Regions from separate parts of the Mus musculus genome. Here regions 1, 3 and 4 are each linked to region 2. The links are chromatin contacts, called in public promoter capture Hi-C maps. All regions are on one chromosome and are shown on one strand. The core of a region is the stretch at or near the end of the contact, and the rest is flanking DNA. Distances in the headings are between cores, read along the strand shown.

Region 1 (3,209 bases), core at 173-2,672, 1.3 Mb after region 2:
TGCTGCAGTTTCTCCTCTAACTGCTGTTTCTCCTGATGAGGAATTTCTGCCAGTGAGAGAGGCCTCCAGTGGCCCCACCTTTCAGACCAACCCTAGGTGGGTAGCTACAGCCTGCCAAGTCATCGCCCTGATCCCTGATCCCACCCCATCACCTGCTGAGCTTGTTCCTTCTGTGCTTTCAGCTCCAGGGTTAGCTTCTGGACCTGGTTCCGCAGGAATTTGTCTTGACTTTTGGAGTTCCTGGTAGGAGGGGCAATCATACCCCTTAGTCTAGGTCAAGCAAGGGTTCCGAAGAGTAGGTAAAGGAGGCCCCACAGCCACCAAACCCTGGAGGCACATATTAGAACAGGCCAGTGCAGAGTAAACCCTAACAGGTCTGGGCAGGGGTCTACATGCTAGGGAGTAGGATGACATTTCCAGCACAGTAACTTAATCAAGGGTATGGCAGAGTGTCAAGTCATGCAAGGAGTAAAGTTAGAGGCAATCAGGTAGAGGAGGGCTCAGTGGTTGAGGCTGGGGTCAGACAGAAAGTAGGAGCCACAGCAGGGTAGGACCTGGGTTGGGCTGAGGGTTTCACCACTGACCGCTCAGAGGGAACCCCTGCCACCTCTTGCAGGATGCTGGAGTATCGGGCATTGTGGCCATTCTGAACAGCCCACCGAAGTGCCTGGATCTCTAGTTCTCTCTGTTCCCATAAGAGCCTCAGGGTACGTGGGTCCAGGGTTTCAGGGGCTAACCTGCAATTTCAGAGCCCTGTGGTTTGATCAGGCTGGCCCGTTGGCTGGCCCAGCCCAGGAGGCCGCCCCACCCCGCTGCCTCCTTACTGCTGCTTGACGGAGCAGCCCATTGGTGTGGATGTGTAGAGCTTAGCGCTCTGAGAATAGGAAGGAGCCACTCTGTCGACAGGTGTGCCAACTGGAGACCCTAAGTCACTGCTGTCTGGCTGTACACCTGCTGGAGCTGGGGATACCTGCTTATCTTCAGACTCCTGGCAAGACTTAGGGGCCATGCTTGATGTTGCTCAGGAGCTGGGAAGGAAGGAAGGCCGGAAGCAGAATAGAGTCTGTCCTGTGTCCCAGGTGTGGGAACCTCACAGGACTCTCTCTGTGTGCCACAGAGGCCCAGTTAGCACTTGCCAGTTCTTTCTGAGGAGGCTTACAGGTGACTACTCAATAGGACATAGGACTGCTGCTCACACAAGTGTCCTCATCTCTATGTTTCAGGCTAGGACAGCAGGTCACTTTCCTGGGCAACATATCCCCAGTATATACATATATTCCCTACTGTCCCCTCTTTCCCTACTTAAACTCAGGCTAGGTGCTAACCTTTTGCCTGAAACTCCTACTCATGTCCCCCTCAGCCCAGGAACTCACCACCAAACTCACCTGAGGCCTAAACCCACAGAAGGCCTAGGGAAGGAAGCATTCTATACCGTTGCCATGGATTTCTGTACCTGAGGGGGGAGGGTGTCTGTTACCAGAAGCATCCAGGGAGACCCGGCCCAGGACCACGAGTGCATTCTGTACCAATATGGTCTGGATCTGTAAACCAGATTCCTACCCACCCAGCTAAGCCAAGGAGGCCCAGGGAACTACCTGTCCCTAGCCAGTGGTGATAGGCTGGTACTGGAAAACAATGGTGTCCTATGAGTAAATTCAGTGTGGTGTGTGTGTGTGTGTGTGTGTGTGTGTGTGTGTGTGTGAGAGAGAGAGAGAGAGAGAGAGAGAGAGAGAGAAGTATGTATAGGTGTCTTGAGTATGTAAATGGTCCTAGGGAAGTGAGTTGATTTAAGGGGCAGTCAAGGATGGTGATAAGAGACTGGAGAGGCTGTGCTAACTCTAGCCAACAAGTGAAGCTGTGTCTGATAGCCTTCTACCTAACTCTTGGAAGCCTTCCTGTGTTTATCTCCACACCTCTGGGCTCTCCCCAATGGTAGTTCCACTAGTGAACCCTGAAGGACCTTGCTTCTGCCTCAGATCAGAAGAGAGGCCCAGAAGGTTCCTTCTACCTTGTCAGCCTCATACTTCCATCTGCTTCCTTATGGCCACAAGGGCTTGGGAATCTCCTCCCACAGCATTGCGATGGGGCAGAGCAGACAGAGCCCCACCAGGGCAGCAGAGAAGCCATTAGCCCCCCGCCCCCCTCCCGCTTCAGGGAGAGGAGGACTGCTGTGGAGGACGCTGGATCCGTTGGGGGAGGGGAGAGGATGGAGCTTCAGACAAAGATCCCAGGGTCTTTGTCCCAGTCAGCCTCAGGGACGACCCCCTCCCCCACCAGGGTGCAGGGCCCACTAAACTCCACCTCCCTCGGGTAGCAGCCCGGAATGGAACGAGGTGGGCGGGAGTGTTCATGGCCTTTCTTCCCGGTGTCCTCAGCCACAGATTCCTTAGGGAGCAGGGCTGAAAAGGCCTAGAGCGATTGTTGAGATGGGGTGCACGTCAGGGTTGCAGGATTCCAGTCAGGAGCCCTCTCTGTGGGCGGAGACCAGCACTTTGAAAGTCGGCTGAGGAAGTCTGAGCTGGGAGCACACCTCACTTGGGCCAATCAGCCCAGAGCTAACGCAGCAGCAGACGCGCTTCCGCATTGATTAACAGAGGTGAGCATCTGGGGCGACTCCGTCCGGCCACTACCTAACTCAGGGCCCCGCCCACACCTGGTTGCCTCCGGGGCGGGACCGAGTAACGAGCCAATGGGGCGTGGTGGGAGAAGGGTCGCCAATGGGAGTGGGCATGGGGCGGGAGACACACGCCTCCGAGCTAATGGGATGCTGTGGGGCGGGGCGTGAAGACCGGGAGCCAATGAGGCCGTGAGGTTGGGCGCGCCGCGGCGCTGGGACAGCAGGTTGAGGCGGCACCGAAGCGCCCAAGTCCCGAAGGCCAGCAAGTACCCAGGTGAGCTGTGCCGGGTTCTCGAGACTCCTGAGCACTGGGCGCGGCATCAGGGAGCCGTCTTCGACCGAGGAGAAGCGAATCTGGGTGAAGGGACGCGTGGTGGCCGTGCTGCACCTGCGTCTGTCCGCTGCAGAGTGGGACGTCTGGATCCCGCGCTGCCGGGGATCTGCCGTGAGGCGGGCTGTGCCCACCCCCCCCAGTGGGGCGGGACCACCAGAACCCAGAGCTCTGGCTGGACGGGAGGGACTGCAGAGGCGGACCGGGGACTGGCGTGGGGCAGAGGGCGCTCCTCAGGTCTGGGGTCGGTTCGGAGATGGA
Region 2 (3,186 bases), core at 587-3,086:
TGACTGTTGCAGCAAAAGCTGAGTCCACGTCTGTATTCAAACTTAACCCAAGATGGATACTCCTTTTCCCCTGAAGTAAACGGTGCATCATTAGAGCCAGAAACTGTATAGTGTGGTCACCCCATAAGTCTTGGGTTGCCTGCCCCTTCCAGTTGATGTTAGGTCTTTTCCTTAAACCCAGGGTTCAAAGGCATCTGTGAAGCCACCTGACAAAGTCCCACCTTGGCCACCACCAGGCCCCAGAGCCTTGTCTTTCTGGTCATACCTACCTAGGTTCCTCAAGAGAGCATGGAGTCTGAAGAAAGGCAGAGCACAGGCTGAGATGCACCAGCTGTGGCGTGCACAGGCTTAGGGAGCACAGATGGGATGAGCGTCAACTAGAGGAAAGCACTAAGCTTCAGGGAGCACTGCCTGTGGAGAGAGCACAGGCTGGGAAGCATAAGCCTGGGCAGCACAGATTTGGAGAGCACAGGCTCAGGGGAACAGGCTCAGGGGAACAGGCTCAGGACAACATAGGCTACAGAGGAGCACAGACTTGGGAGCACCTTTTGTAGGGAGCACAGACTGGGATAAGAGCGTGGCTGGAGGAGCACAAGCTGAGGGCATCACAGCCTACAGAGGAGGATAAACTAAGGGAGCACGGGCTGGAGGGAGTGGATTGAAGAACAGGCTGGGGAGCACAGGCTGGGTGGAGGACAGGCTGGGTGGAAGACAGGCTGGAAGTGTACAGGCTGGGTGGAGGACAGGCTGGGGAGCACAAGCTGGGCAGAGGACAGCCTGGGAGTGTACAGGCTGAGTGGAGGACAGGCTGGGGAGCACAGGGTGGGTGGAGGACAGGCTGGGGAGCACACAACAAGGAGAGGATAGGCTGGAAGTGTACAGGCTGGGTAGAGAACAGGTTGGGGAGCACAGACCAGGGGAAGACAGACTGGGGAGCACAGACCAGGGGGAGGACAGGCTGGGGAGCACAGACCAGGGAGAGGACAGGCTGGAAGTGTATAGGCTGGGTGGAGAACAGGTTAGGAGAGCACAGACCAGGGCAGCACATGGAGGAAAAGGTGGCTGAGAAGCATCAAAGCTTGAACAAAGGAAGGAGTCAGCTTGGCCCAAAGCAGCGGACTGAGGCACAGGGCTCAGCCATCTATCTAGAGCCCGGAGACAGGTTGCAGCTAAAGCCCGGGAGTCCAAACAGTGTCTGCTGGTCACATCTGCCCCCTTCTGACCCAAAACAGTGTTGGAGGAGTGAGCAGACCTGTGAGATGTCTGTTCTCCAACTCAAGTTTCCAGTACCTTCCATCACCTACCCTGGCTGCAAGCTCTTGAATAGCTAATAATTGGAAGCCCTAAGGGCAGGCTGTTGAGAATTAGCATCCCTAACTGCGTTGTATCCTTGGACTCTGCATGACCAGTTACAAACCCACCCTCCTTCACTCAAGGAGCGCATAGCAGAGTGTCTACTATTATGTCTGATCAGTCTAGGCTCTAGGGATAGAGCCAGCAATGCCAGGAGCCGATCTGACCTACAGTGTGCTTCAGGAGCTGTGGTCCATAGTTCTGCCAGCTAAGGTTGTAAAGACTGTCAGAAACAAAAACACTAGCCTGTGGAAGGGGTTCTATGTCTGTCCTTTGCCAAGTTTGGGAGAGCCATGTAGTCCTTTGCTGTGCTTGTGGTGAATGAACTCTGATTCTCTGCCCATCACTGGACCCAGCCAAGGAAAAGACTCCAGGAGCTAAAGAACCCAGTACCTGCCCCAGTCCGTGGCTGCCACTGGAGGTGACTGCAGCAACCCCGCCCCTGGGTTGGGTGGGGCGGGAACTGCGAAAGTCCTGAGGACCAGTGTGATCTAGGTGGGCTCAGCCTTGGTACCCTCAGTCTAGGTAGGTGCAGACCCCTAGGATGGCCGCTGCGCGGAGTGGCTCCGCCCCGAACTGTCACAGACAGCGCAGGCAGGCGCAGGGTGCACCCCGGAGGCTGACGTAGTTGAAGACATCTGCGGAGCCCAAACTCGGCCCCGGCCCGCCAGTGACCACGGCCCTCAGGGAGCCACCCCCGGCCCCGCCCCAGGCGTCCCCGCGCCACCGTTTGGCGACACTGCGGCAGGCAGCGGGCGCGTTGCCATGGCGGCCGGGCGCGCGTAGCTGGCGGTGCCCAGCTCAGCCCGGCAGGCTCAGAGGCGGCAGCCAGCTTGGACCGGGATCTGCCCGGGAAAGGACCCGCCAGAGAGGGGATCTGACCCAGAGAAAACCTGCTGGGGAGGGGATCCCAGACCGGAGCTCTGTCCAGGGCCAGAGTTGCAACCTGCGCGCAGGCCCTGCTGAGCGCCAAGATGCAGGCCATGGACCCAGCCTCCCGGGGCTTCTACGAGGAAGATGGCAAGGACTTGGACTTCTACGACTTCGAGCCGCTCCCCACCCTGCCGGAGGATGAGGTGAGCCCGTCCCAGAAGCCCACCTGCTCCAGAAAAGGGGTGGGGAAAAGAAGTGGGTGGAACACAGCTCTTCTGCTGCATAGATTCTGGCCCCTCATAGTAGCAACTGCTAGGGGATCCTGTCCTCAGCCCCACCCGCCACAGAACAGCTGGAATGCTATATGGGACAGCAATGGGACTGTCCCTGTAAAGTTGGCTACTGGAGGAATGGGCTCTTGGTTTTAATCCTTGAACAGAATTGGGGGGGGGAGGGTGAAGATTCTGGCAGGTAGGGACAATAGGGACACACCTGACCTCCACAGCTGGCCAGGTGTTGAAGCAGATGAGCTTAGGAATGGCCAGTGAGACCCCTTCCCATCATTGAGGGTTCTTCCTTCTCTGGAAAAACCTTCCTCCCCCAAGTTCCCTGAGAGCCTCTAGTACAGAGTGGCTGGAGCTACACAGAGCCCCTCTTGGTTGGAGAAGCGAGGGACCCCTTCCCTAAGCCCCCAAACAATGGTCATGCACAAACTCCATGTTTTGAAAAAGCATGGCAAGCAGCCCCCCCCAAAAAAATGCTCCCGGGGGTATCTTGAGCTCCCTCAAGAATACAGGACCTTTGAGGAGCTCCTCCAAACCAGGCTCTGGAGTCCCTGTAAAGAATACACCATTCTTTAGTCCCTGAAATACCCTGGTGCTAGAGACCCTCCACCAGCCTTTGCAGCTGGTCTGGCCAGCAGATGAGTGAAAGTTAGCCAGAATCCTCCTGAAGCATAAG
Region 3 (3,223 bases), core at 18-2,517, 1.1 Mb after region 2:
CCTGGATCAGGCAAAAACCCACAGGTCGGCTGCTGCCCATATCTGGAGACCAGAAGCCTGACAAGTTAACGACACTTGCTCTCCTCAGACAAAAAGGATGCAAGGTGAGCTCGGTACAGAACCAGAGAACAGTGAGTCACAGCCAGAGTTGCCACCCCGTGCACTTTATTGAATCCACTGTGGACAGATAGGTGAAGGTAACATTTGCATACGCGTAGGGTAAAGGGTCGAGGCTTGAGCCTGGGGGCGGGGCAGGGGCGGGGCAGATGTGGACCGTGGAGCACAGGGCAGCTAGAATCCAGAATGGGGTGTTCTTTGTGCAAAAGACTGAAAGACTACCACAGAGGTGGTAGAGAAAATAATGATGCAGATAATGACCATAAGGATGCTGAAGATCAGGGAGCTGATATTCAGGCACTTGGCAGTGGAGGCGTAGGCCTGGGCTCCAACCACATCGCCCACCATCTTCCTGTCCCTAGACTGAAGGAAATTAGATGTAAGGAGCCCTGGAGCTGGCCAGCTGAGAGCCAGGTGCTCTGGCTCCATTTCCCCAACTGCTCCCTGCCCACTGTCTCACTCCCTCCAGCCGGGAAACCCTCCCCTCTTTTCACACACACACAAACACAAACTATACAGTAAGCTCCAGCATTCGCTGCATACCTCACTTTCCACACAGATTAGGGCCCCAGTCTAAAGGGTGAAGGGGTGGGGAAAGTCTGGCCCCAGAATCCCCAGGCAGTTTCATCCTGTGACTATCAGAAAGTCTCCAACACCAGAGACAGACAGTGCGCGCGCGCGCGCGCGCGCACGCACGCACGCACACACACACACACACACACAAATAGGAAGGGTGCACACACACTTTCTTACAGAAAGGACCCCACACTCACACCTCGGTGCTATCTGAGTAGATGGCGCTTCAGGCTCACACACACCTTCTTACACCATTCCCTCCCACCCCCTCTAGCACACTCACCTTCACAGAGTAGGCATAGGCAACGAAGCCCAGGCAGCAGGCGTTGAAGAAGAGTGTATTGAACAGGGACCAGACCACATGGTCAGGCACCGACACCTCTCTGGGCATGTTGATCACGGTGGTCCTCACAACAGCTGAGTTGCTGGGTTCCCCCAGCTCAGTCACCCCGTACTCCTCTTTGATTGTCTCATAGCTTGGAGGAAGCCCGGCATTGGTGGACAAGAAGGCTTGAGAATTGTGGCTCATGGTACTGACTCTGGAACAATCGCCCCGTCTGGAGGATGGCTGCTGCTATCCTGGTTCTGTAGACCCGCCCTTTCTCTAGCAATTTCCTTTTCCTGTTGGTGGGTTAGTCTCCAGAGGGCCTTACTGTGGGGAATTGGCTGGATACTGAAGTGGGCGGTACTTAGGCCTTGAGTATCAAATTACTTCAGGACTAGTTGACTGTTGAGGTACCTCTGTATAAACTTCCAGGGATCTAGACTTGTCCCAGGGCTAAAACTTGTCTGAAGGTCTCCACCTCCTGCTTACAGTAGGCATACTAGAACTTCTCCCCAGATCTAGTCTCCCCAGCCCCCTGCTCTCACACCCCTGGTACATCCCTAAACCTGGCCTCACAGTGAGGGCCTCCTCTAAAAAACCCCAAGCACACACACCCCTAAACTAATCTGTTGCAGGTGGGGGCTGGGGAGATCTGCAACTCAATGTTTCTTTGGCTGTCAGTTGGGGAAGGAGGAGCCTTCCAGCACAGGGCCTGGATGCTCCTGGCTAGCTAGGGAAGGAAAATTCCAGTCACTTGGCTGCAGCCGGGGAGCTTATGGAAGGCAGATGTTTTCCTACCAGTTGCGAAACAGCCATTGCTAAAATGAAGCCTGTAGGAGTACGGCTACACAGGGAACTCCGAGTCTTTCCCGGCAGAAGCAGTGAGGGAACTGAGCGTCCTAGAAACAAGGGAAGTTCCCTGGTGGTGAAGGACACAAATCGTTTGACACTTGAACCCATTCAGTAACCTCACACCCCCACCCCCAGCACCCAAATTTCATCCCACAGGGCAGAATGGAGCAAGGAGGAGATCAGTGAGTCTAACTACAGAGCCCTTGTTCGCCTCTACTTGTACAACCATCACCATCGATCAGAGCCTCAAAAGCTGGAGCAGGTCACATGTCTGTAATCCCAGCACTTGGGAAAGGTCAGCAGGAGAATCAGTTCAAGGTCCAGCCTGGGCTACATGACAGCTTGTCTTAAATAAATGAATAAAAAGTAGTAAGTAAAAATTTTAAAAAAATGAACGAAAGGGGAACTCAACATTTCTTCTAGAAGAGGCACAATGGGTAACAGGCTCCACATTCTTGCTCATTAGCAAAATGCAGATCAAAGCCCCAGCAGCACACTGCTCATACCCATTAGGAAGCACTGTAGTTTAGAAGCAAAGAAACCACACCACTGATGCTGCAGGCTTTGCAGGCAGTGGGCAGATCGAAGCTACAACCCAGAATCCCACTTCTCGTGTGTAAGAGAATGAACACATGTCTATACGTATCCTGTATGCCTGTATCTCATGTCTACAGCAGCATTCGTAACGACAGGCAACAGACAGAGGTTAGATGTCTATCAACTGGCAAATGAAAAAGGAAAGCTCTGATATATGCTAAACCTGAATAAGCCTTATGAACAGCTCTCAGGTCAGAAGTAGGTGAGCAGCCTCCAGGGGCTAAAGGGAAAGAGGGTGGGGTAAGGTGTCTTTGTTATTGTTTGGTTTGGTGGTGGTGTGGGGGTTGTTCTTGGTTTTGTGTGTGTGTGTGTGTGTGTGTGTGTGTGTGTGTGTGTGTGTGTGTGTGTGTGTGTGTGTGTGAGAGAGATGAAAATCATTTTAGGGGAAAAGTCAGAGGTGGTAAGGTGTGGCTCTTTTTCCTAGTGAGCCCTGTGCATGTCCTCTCTGTCTCATCTCTGAGTGAATCTCACTTTTGAATGAAAGTGCCCCATAGGCTCACATGTTTGGATGCTTGGTCTCCAGTTAGGAGAACTGTTTGGGAAGGATCGGGAGGTGTAGCCTTGTTGGAGAAGGTGTGTCCCTGGGGATGGGCTTTGAGGTTTCAAAAGCTTATGTCAGGCCCAATCTCCTCTCTCTCTCTCTCTCTCTCTCTCTCTCTCTCTCTCTCTCTCTCTCTCTCTCTCTCTCTCTGTCACTCTCTGTCTGTGTCTCTCTCTCTCTCCCCCTGCTTTCCAGCTATAGCTTCAATACCATGT
Region 4 (3,170 bases), core at 227-2,726, 1.1 Mb after region 2:
GATCAGCCCAGGGTTCCCCCGGGAAGCAGGCATGGAACTTTTGACACCATCTTGTCTGGTTCAGAGTATTCGTCCAGAAGAATACGGACCCAGACCTGGTCCTCCACTTCTGAACTGGACTGGGTGCCCTGGAAATGTGGGGCCAGGGCCAGTTGAAGCTTGAGTTCTCCCTGCCTGAAGCAGCCAAATACCATCCAGGACTTTGGCCAGCAAATGTCCACAACAGCAGGCCAGAGACTACTGCCAAATTGAGGATAACCTACATGTCCACCTCAGAGCAAGGAAGATAGAGGGGTGGGAGGAATAAAAGCAGTCATAGGATGGTGGTTATCAAGTGCACTTTATTGAATCCACTGTGGATAGATAAATGAGTGTTACACCTGCGTGTAGGGAGGGGCAAGGAGGGACGCAGCTGCGGAGGGTGAAGCACTTCAGGACCGGAAGTCGGAATCCTCTATTAAGTGTGAAGGTTTTGAGCGTTAAGAACAATGATGATGACACTAACAATGGTGATAACAACCATCAGGATGCTGAGGACCAAGGTGCTGATGTTCAGGCACTTAGCAGTGGAGGCGTAGGCCTGGGCTCCAGTCACATCACCCACCATCTTCCGATCCCTAGACTGGAGCAGAACAGATAGACACGGTCAGTGGCCCTGGAGCTGATAGGCAGATGCTCTGACAGTTTTCCTGACGTACTCCCTGTGGACTGCATCTCCCCATCTTAGGTCAGGAACATTTTACATCCTCTGATCATCCAGGAGGCCCTAGCACTTGTTGTTCACCCCACTGTAGGCTATTGTTCCCCATGAATCTCCTGAACATTTTCCACACAGGCTAGAATCCCAGTCTGTTGAGTGAAGGTGCTATAGGCATCTCTGCATTGGAAGAGTCTGACTCCAGAATCCCCAGGCAGCCTCACCCTGTGTCTGCCCCCAGAGAGCCTTTAAGCCTACACGTGTACACACACACACACACACACACACACACACACACCACAGAAGAATGAACACAAACTTATTTTAAACAAAGGACCCCACACTCATACCTCGGTGCCATCTGGGTAGATGGAGCTTCAGGTTCACACACACCTTTTTACACCATCACTCCCCCCATTCTAGCACACTCACCTTCACGGAGTAGGCATAGGCTATGAAGCCCAGGCAGCAGAAGTTCATGAAGAGTGTATTGAACAGGGACCAGACCACATGGTCAGGCACCGACACCTCTCTGGGCATGTTGATCACAGTAGTTCTGACAGAAGCCGATCCGTGCGGTGCCCCCATCTCAGCCACCTCATATTCTTCCTTGATTCTTTCGTAGTTTGGGGGCTGTCCTCCACTGGCAGCGGTGATGAAGGCTTGAGAAGTGTGGTTCATGGTGCGGAGCAAAGGCAGCACTGAAGGGCAAAGGATGGAGCGCGCTGCGGGTCTGCCCTTTCTGCGGCAGTTTCGGTTTCTCAGAAGTTTCCTTTTCCTGAATTTTGGCTTGATGAAACTGCTCTGGGTTCAGAGGGGCGGGGATCTAAAAAGCCTGCGGATCAAATTACTCCAGGGCAGGATGTCAGGAAGGATTGTGAATCAGGGGAACTTCCAGGCCAGGAGCCCAAGTCAGGACTTGTCCCAAGGCCCAAACCTCAGTGTTTAAGAGTGAGGGGTCCTGGAGTCAACCAAGCTCACGCTCACAGCTGCAGAACCTCACTGTTCCTTATCAAGGTCCCAGCCAGGCCCCAAAGAACCCTCTATTCTTTATTCAGCAATAAAGAGTGCCCAGAGAGCCTCTCACTATGAACGCCAGTTCTCCTGGCTTCATAGACAGGTGGGATGAACGGTACTTCTTGTGTTTTAAAGAGGAGAGAGAAGGAATATCTTCGGTGGCTATGCAGTCATATGTTGGGGGAGGGGGGGCCTCTGCAGGCCCACGCTGAAGCGTCCCTTCCCTTTGAGGGACCAGCCACACGGTGGTATCGCATAGAACAGAGTTTATTCTCTATTCATGGGGAGGGGGTTGAGAGGGTAGTAGAGACAGAGAAAGGCAGAGAGAGAGAGAGAGAACAGAGAAGTAGAGGCTGGCCATGAGCACTCGGAGGGAGTGGGGAATGAGGAGGGGGAAGCAGGTGCAGGAAGGTTAGAGAGTAAGGGGGGGAGCAGCCCCTTTTAGTGTGAGTCAGGCACACCCAGCTGTTGCCAGATAACTGTGGGGCAGAGCCTAGACAAAATGCTAACACGCCTCTGTGTCTCTCTCCTTGCAGAGCCCTAGTGCCCTAAGTGTGATCAACCACTGGACTTTGGTATTAGAACTAAATGATCTTCGGTCACTTGGCTCTGACCTCATGGTCCTGGGCTGGCCTGTTGGTGCTACAGCCACTCTTTTTCCCTCCTGCCCTAACAAAATTTATTAGTGCTAGTGGCATGGTCACCGAGAGGACCTTCGTCCTACCAGAGACGCTTTCTCAAACGCTTGGTGGGGTGAGGGCTGTGACCAGGAAAGCTACTCCTGATCATACTGAAGGACTCAGTGATAACAGGGACATCTGGCCTGGCTTCTCTTGTTAGGACTTGCATCCACTTTCTATCTTGGTGGCACTGGAAGGACCAGGCTACTACAGAGATCTCCTTCAAGGTGCCCTGCAGCACCCACCCTTCCTAGTGCCCTGAGTCTTGGGAGCTGGGGCTGCTCTAGTTTCTAGGTTCCACTCATTTCATTATCTTTCTTGAGTTCTTCACAGAGACATCAGCACCTCCTACAGACTCCCTTCTTTGCAGTCCTATTAGCTGGTGCTGGTTTAGTCAACATCTCTGAAAAAGTCTGCCTCTGGGAAGCTAGGTAGAGTGGTTTCCATGGGCGTACCTACCTCACAGAGGCCTCCTTCCAGGCCTCAGTCAGGCCTCAGGCCTCAGGGGTAGGGCTTTGGACTGGCCACAGGGACTCTGATTGGAGCCTGAAAGTGGTGGTTTCTGTTGGTTTCTGGTGTTATTTCTTTCTGTTCTGCGGATACCTCTCCAAGGCCTACTTCACACTGCTCTTCACACATCCTTCTGTTGCCTCTCAGCGGAGTGGGAGATAAAATAATATGAATGACACACACACACACACACACACACCCAGCCCTTAAGTGATAGCAAGCGTTATCCTGTGGTCACAACACACTCTGGTTTCAGGAATGATGGA

The links. Promoter capture Hi-C pulls out the DNA fragments that hold promoters and counts their contacts.
Region 1: a promoter capture Hi-C map of hippocampal neurons shows a contact between it and region 2, with 3 times the contacts expected there. The contact joins the promoter of Lmntd2 here to the promoter of Kndc1 in region 2. A contact is called at or near these places in 1 of 39 promoter capture datasets (hippocampal neurons) and 1 of 115 datasets of contacts at active chromatin or transcription factors (astrocytes).
Region 3: a contact with region 2 is called in a promoter capture Hi-C map of hippocampal neurons, with 4 times the contacts expected there. The contact joins the promoter of Ifitm2 here to the promoter of Kndc1 in region 2. A contact is called at or near these places in 2 of 39 promoter capture datasets (embryonic stem cells and hippocampal neurons).
Region 4: a promoter capture Hi-C map of stem cell-derived epiblast-like cells shows a contact between it and region 2, with 2.8 times the contacts expected there. The contact joins the promoter of Ifitm3 here to the promoter of Kndc1 in region 2. A contact is called at or near these places in 3 of 39 promoter capture datasets (cranial neural crest, hippocampal neurons and stem cell-derived epiblast-like cells).

Annotation. Positions count from the first base shown.
Region 1 is chr7:141,213,050-141,216,258 of GRCm38.p6, forward strand. It overlaps Lmntd2 (lamin tail domain containing 2), which reads right to left and starts at 1,423. Exons shown (of 14, transcript NM_001382822.1): 1 at 1,386-1,423; 2 at 825-1,028; 3 at 585-737; 4 at 153-240; 5 at 1-32. The coding sequence starts at 1,009. It overlaps Rassf7 (Ras association (RalGDS/AF-6) domain family (N-terminal) member 7), which reads left to right and starts at 2,811. Exons shown (of 6, transcript NM_025886.3): 1 at 2,811-2,891.
Region 2 is chr7:139,892,860-139,896,045 of GRCm38.p6, forward strand. It overlaps Kndc1 (kinase non-catalytic C-lobe domain (KIND) containing 1), which reads left to right and starts at 1,837. Exons shown (of 31, transcript NM_177261.4): 1 at 1,837-2,429. The coding sequence starts at 2,328.
Region 3 is chr7:140,954,694-140,957,916 of GRCm38.p6, forward strand. Ifitm2 (interferon induced transmembrane protein 2) reads right to left here and starts at 1,268. Exons shown (of 2, transcript NM_030694.1): 1 at 977-1,268; 2 at 146-480. The coding sequence starts at 1,222. The coding sequence ends at 292.
Region 4 is chr7:141,009,268-141,012,437 of GRCm38.p6, forward strand. Ifitm3 (interferon induced transmembrane protein 3) reads right to left here and starts at 1,477. Exons shown (of 2, transcript NM_025378.2): 1 at 1,130-1,477; 2 at 323-622. The coding sequence starts at 1,378. The coding sequence ends at 458.